2 separate regions of the Drosophila melanogaster genome follow, and region 2 is linked to region 1. Evidence: chromatin contacts called from public HiChIP or PLAC-seq data. All regions are on one chromosome and are shown on one strand. The core of a region is the stretch at or near the end of the contact, and the rest is flanking DNA. Distances in the headings are between cores, read along the strand shown. Region 1 holds the start of stck (steamer duck). Region 2 holds the start of bel (belle).

Region 1 (2,700 bases), core at 2-2,501:
ATGAGCGTTAAGAATATACGTTAAAATACACAAATTTATTTGTCAACAGCATAATTTAATAGTTAAGTAAGACATATGCTGTAATATGGGGTTACATTTTTTTCAGTGCTAGATTGTGGATGGTATTGGATCTCTTTCTTATGACGCTTGTTGTTCGTTCGTCTCGCTCGCACAACCGGCGGCCTTGTGGGGACACCTTGTTTTTTTTTTGTTATGCTGGAAAAAAACTCATTTAATAATAATAAATAAAGGCGACTGACAAAAGAGTGAGATTGATAAACAAAGAGCGCCGCGCTGATCGATTCGCTTGGCAACCCGTTTTAACGGGACAACGCTCCATAAAACACCAGCCAATACAAAACTATACTATATATACTCAGATACAAATAAAGCAAATTCTGAAACTGCAGCTGGAGTTTTATCTCCGTTCACATCGCGGAAGTCGGCGAGGGGTGTTTCAAAAATATGACCCTCACACCCACGAGGCGGAAGTTTGCCGCAAACAGACATTCGGGAAAATAATTAAAGCAAACAAATAATGCATTTACATGCATGTTCCGTGGGCACATCAAAATGCTGGCTCTTTGTAGAGAATTTTAAATTATTGGCGATCGGGAATTATATGAAAAAATAACTTACACCTGTAAAACTTTTCTTTTCCTTTTTGTTGCTTAAAAAGAAACTCATTTCATAGTGATTGTGGGTTTCATAGCAAGTTTACAAGCTCTTGATTCTCTTATCAATACATATTTTCTAATGATAAGTATCAGCGAAACTGTTATGACATTTGTGGCATTGAATTCTTTTATAGTTTCCCTGCACATTTATTTATGTATTTCCCCAATTGGCGTGTAACATAGCAAAAAGAAAATCAATCAAATTCAATGCTAAAGGGATTTCTTGCCTGCAGCCTAAATTGGCATGCGAACCGGTCTTGTTTACAAACAAATAGTACGTGAAATTATAAGTAGAGGCAGTAAGCTGATAAGAGCGCGTTACGAAACTGTTTCGAAGAAGAACAGCAGTTGGCCAGCAGCTGATAAGAAGGTGAGACAAAGAAGCAAAAATGCCACGCTGCGATAAGCGTGGCGCCTTAAATCGTAAAGTTCTTTTAACTGATGTATTTCGGTAACATAGGCTAATAGCGAATTTAAATTGGCGCCCAGTAGTATTGGGTGTTTATCGATTGACATTCAGGGCTACCTGCCTCGAGAACAGAAGAGCTATCGATAGGCAGGTTGTACAGGGATTTTTTAGTGATAAAGTAGAGTGGTTTTTTCTGCGTCTTTTTCCACGGAAGCTGTTAGTTAAATGAAAAGTAATTTAATTGCAGCAAACTGTGGCTTTAATTAAAAAGGTTTCTCTGAAGGTAAAAAGTACTTTTTCCGTTGAATGCAATTCTTCAAATGTGAACATGCTTAAGTGAAACGCGTGAAATTCCAGAGATTTGCCCATTTTGGCAATATAGGTGTTGTTGTTTTTGTGCTGCGATAGCGCTGCGCAGATCGTCTTCTTGGCTGAAAATCAACCGGATCTGGCTAGAAGGCCGCCAAGCGAGCAGAGCTTAAAGCCAAAAGACACAGATTGATCATTTCTATATGTTTTTGCAGTGTTTCACTCGCCGTGATCAGAAAACGTTGTACACCAGGTGCAACAGGTGCCGTTGTTCGCAAGTGAAAACCAGTTGAAAGCAACTAAAAAAGAAAAGCCCACAGAATGCCGCCCGTGCAGTAAGCAGAATGTTCCGCCCCACTTTCTTAACGTCCTTGTCTTCAAAACGCCCACATATTGCATCATTTGGCAGCATAATAATCATCGTTATCCATTCGCACAAATAAGCATTTCGCTAATTAATAAAAAAATATAACTAATTCAGGCTAGCAGTGCCTATCATTCATGCCCTAATCCAGCGTTAACCCTCTGCCAGTGATGGTGGTGCTTTGGACCCCCATTCAATGCAATTTTCCTGCCAGATGTTTACTCCATCGATGACGTCATGGTCATATTCAAATTTATTTTTAAACGCCGCCACTCGAGTGTGTGTGTGTGTTTGTGCGAGAGTGCGTGTCTGTGTATTGTTTACTCTTCGTATTTTTGTGTGTATTCGTCGGATTTGATTATGATGAGTGGGCCGCTGTTGTGTTGGCGGCAAACCCAATTCCAATTGGATGCTTGAATTTGTAACCCCTTTTGGAGGCCAAGGAATGTTCAATGACTCAACCAGTAATGGGGAGTTGATAGTTACATCTTATTATATATATTGTTTATATACAAACTTTTCAAATGGCGCTCCTGCTTGTAATAATTACTTCAATTACTCATTATAGCCATTCATTGTTATCCAGCTTAAAGCGAATATGATAGTTCTTCGTATATATTTTATATATGTATATATAACCTGTTCCGAAACGATATATCACCAAGCCATCACATCTGCAGCGTATCACGCTTGATATCCAACTGCCATGCGACACTCTCTGTAATGAAAGCTAAACTTCCACGGAATGCCAGAAAGCTTTTTGGCTGTGCATTCGAAGGAAATATGATTCAGACATCGTCAACAGAGCCGGCAAGCGATAAGTCTCATTGTTTTGTCCAGTTTCTCATTTCACGCCCTGCCCTAAAGTCGTTTTTCTTTGCGCTCAAGCTATAACCATGATGTACTCTAAGGCTGAAGTGTAATGGCCTCTGAATTGGTTA
Region 2 (2,717 bases), core at 165-2,664, 300 kb after region 1:
TTTATTTCACATCTCTAATAAAGTTTAATTCTTTTTAAGGACCTAACAAAGGCTTGTTAAAATAGTGTATGTAGATTACATGCTTTGCTTTTCTTCCATTTTTTTTTGCCAAATCACCCTTGAAATTAATCACCAGATCGCTTACTCCTGGCAACCCTATTTACAACAGCTTCCACATGTGTGAGCAAGCGAGAGAGAGCGAGATATAACACACACACACGACCAGCCTTAGAACAGCGGCACTGCTCGCACACACGACACACTCAACGTGAGAGGCCGAATGGAAACTTTCATATGTATATATTATACATGTCAAATTGGAGGCAAGCGAGCAAAAATTATACAAAAGAAATTACAAATTGGAATGACGAAGAGGGACCCAGGCGCACACACACACGCACATATATGCAAGCCATTGACACCGACACAATTCACCGTTGTAAAACGAGCGATAGAGACATTAGTGTGTTATGAAATCAATAAATTTCTAGGCGAACTTTTTCAAATAGCCGCATGAGCATCACGAACACACACACACAGCCACCGCATACACATGCGTGTTCCATTCTTATATAGATGGTAAATGGTATTTTCAGCAGTTAAAAACGCTACTTACTTGCTGCTCTAGACCTGTGCCATTTTGGTTAATAGCATTACTCATATTATCCTCCAATCAGTTGCTTTTTTTTTCTTGCTTTCCGTTTAGGAAAATTTTGCAATGGTTACGCTTTGAATTTTTTTTTTTGAATGCACACTTGCAATTTGCGACAAAAAAATGTATACGATCGTTGTGTTGGTGTTGCACTTTGTGTCTATACGTTTTTCCTTAGTTTTTCCGACAAAAAACTTCTTACGTTCCACAAGCTACTGCGTTCTCGTGTGAAATTTCAGGGTTCTTTTCGTTCCTCGCACACAATTCCCTTTGTTCGGCTTGAAACTGAGACGTTTCCGTATCGGATTTGGCTGGCCTGCTTGTGCCAACAATTACAATTACAAGCGCTATGGGCTTGGAAAATGCTGCTTCTCCGACGAGTTCACGTTTTTTTCCGCTTTCAGACGCGTGTCTAAAAAATCAGGGCTGCTTTAGCACGTATATCGATGAGGAATCGATAGATGCGGTCGGTGGAGGTAGAGCAGAGACTCCAACCTGGGCTCTCGGCGGCGGTTACTGGCAAAGACTCCGGCAAGGGCGTTGCCAGATCTATATCCTCGTCTCGCGGTCTATGAAATTCAAATTGAATTTTTTCACTTTTGCTTTTTCGGCGCGTCGATCCCTTCTAGGCTGTTGTTGTTTTTTGAATGGAAGAGAAATGAGGCTGGGCAGTTAAATTTTGTTTCTTAAAGGCCAAAAATGTTTGTGTTTATGTTTAGGAATAGTTGTTTATAAGGCGTCAGCCGCTGTACCCCATTTCGTTATTTGAAGCAAAAGTCAAAGAAATTCAAATTAAATTTGAAATTTAGTATATATATGTGATTGCCGTAAAATAGGTATTAAAAATTTCCAAACAATTCCATACTCAAGTTCCCTCCAAGTCTGTTAAAGAAAACTAAAATTCGAAGTTTCGAACTCTGGAATATATTCATTCACTTTCGTCTTCAGAATATACATATTGTGAATGTACATGTTTATATAGAATAAATGCTTTTGGTATTGGCCTTAGCTTGAGATTAGTTAGTGGAACAATAAATATGGCTATAAAGTATCGTATATATGTATATAATAATAATTTTCATATCGTTCAGCCCTTGAGCAGGCAGCGGGAGTAGAACTCCCGGTCGATAGCGTCGTTTGGAATGTATGAGCTCCACTTGAAGATCAGCGCCAGCGTGTCCCCGGCGGACATGTGATCCAGAGCGATGTTGAGGAAACAGTTCCAGTTGTAGAAGAAGTGGCGTCCCAACTGTTCCTGTTCCACGCCAGATATGCACTCGCAGTTGGCGCACACCAGTCGTCCGCCGCGTTGCAGTTCCACGAACTGTTCGAAGCAGCGGCCCCATGCGCTCACGCTCAGTTGTTTGCCCACGTCAGCCAGAAGTTCGGGGAGTCCGTAGTTGAGGACGATGGCCACCACTTTGGTGAGATTCTGTTCGGCTAGGTAAAATTTAGCTAAGACGTCTAATAGTGCCGGCACTGATTGAACAACATCAAAGCACTTCAGTTGCTCGCCACGGGACCAGAAGTATCGCAGGAGCACTGCTCCAAGCTCATGATACTGGCAGGAGGTATCGAAGCGAAGGGGGAACGAGCAATGCTCACACTTGACAATCTCCGCATTTTGCGAAGTATTTAGCAGCACAAATCCGGCAGCTATGTGATCCCGCGTAGCGTCGTCCACTTCCCAGATCATCTCCGGATCCAGGTAATCGAAATACATCTCGTAGCAATTGCGTTGCGCTTGGTCAGGCGTATCCCCATGCTCTACCATCACCTGGGCTAGTTTCTCGAGCAGATTCACCAGCTCGCCAGCTGCATACTCGTCGAAGACAGCGCGATAACGATCGACGCACTGCGTCCGGCTAAACTTGGCGCTCTTGGCGATCAGGTAGAGGTTGTAAAGAGTCTTCTCCTCGGGACTGATGTGGGGAACCTGGGGAGCCGGTTTCTTACAGCGCCTAACAATTTCCTCCTCCTGATCCTCGCTTCCCGACTCGTAGCGTGCTTTGATGTCCTTGAACGGCAGAGAACGCTCGCTGGCTGGAATTAGTTCCCTGACCAA

Evidence for each region. HiChIP or PLAC-seq counts read pairs in DNA pulled down with a chosen protein or histone mark.
Region 2: a contact with region 1 is called in an H3K27ac HiChIP or PLAC-seq map of the Kc167 cell line, with 5 times the contacts expected there. The contact joins the promoter of bel here to the promoter of stck in region 1. A contact is called at or near these places in 22 of 107 Hi-C or Micro-C datasets (the Clone 8 cell line, the D17-c3 cell line, the Kc167 cell line and 11 more) and 5 of 6 datasets of contacts at active chromatin or transcription factors (the Kc167 cell line and the S2 cell line).

Annotation. Positions count from the first base shown.
Region 1 is chr3R:8,355,727-8,358,426 of dm6, forward strand. It overlaps stck (steamer duck), which reads left to right and starts at 1,252. Exons shown (of 6, transcript NM_079554.4): 1 at 1,252-1,369.
Region 2 is chr3R:8,659,347-8,662,063 of dm6, forward strand. It overlaps bel (belle), which reads right to left and starts at 1,415. Exons shown (of 4, transcript NM_001275450.1): 1 at 617-1,415. The coding sequence starts at 661. p (pink) reads right to left here. Exons shown (of 4, transcript NM_001316526.1): 4 at 1,557-2,717. The coding sequence ends at 1,740.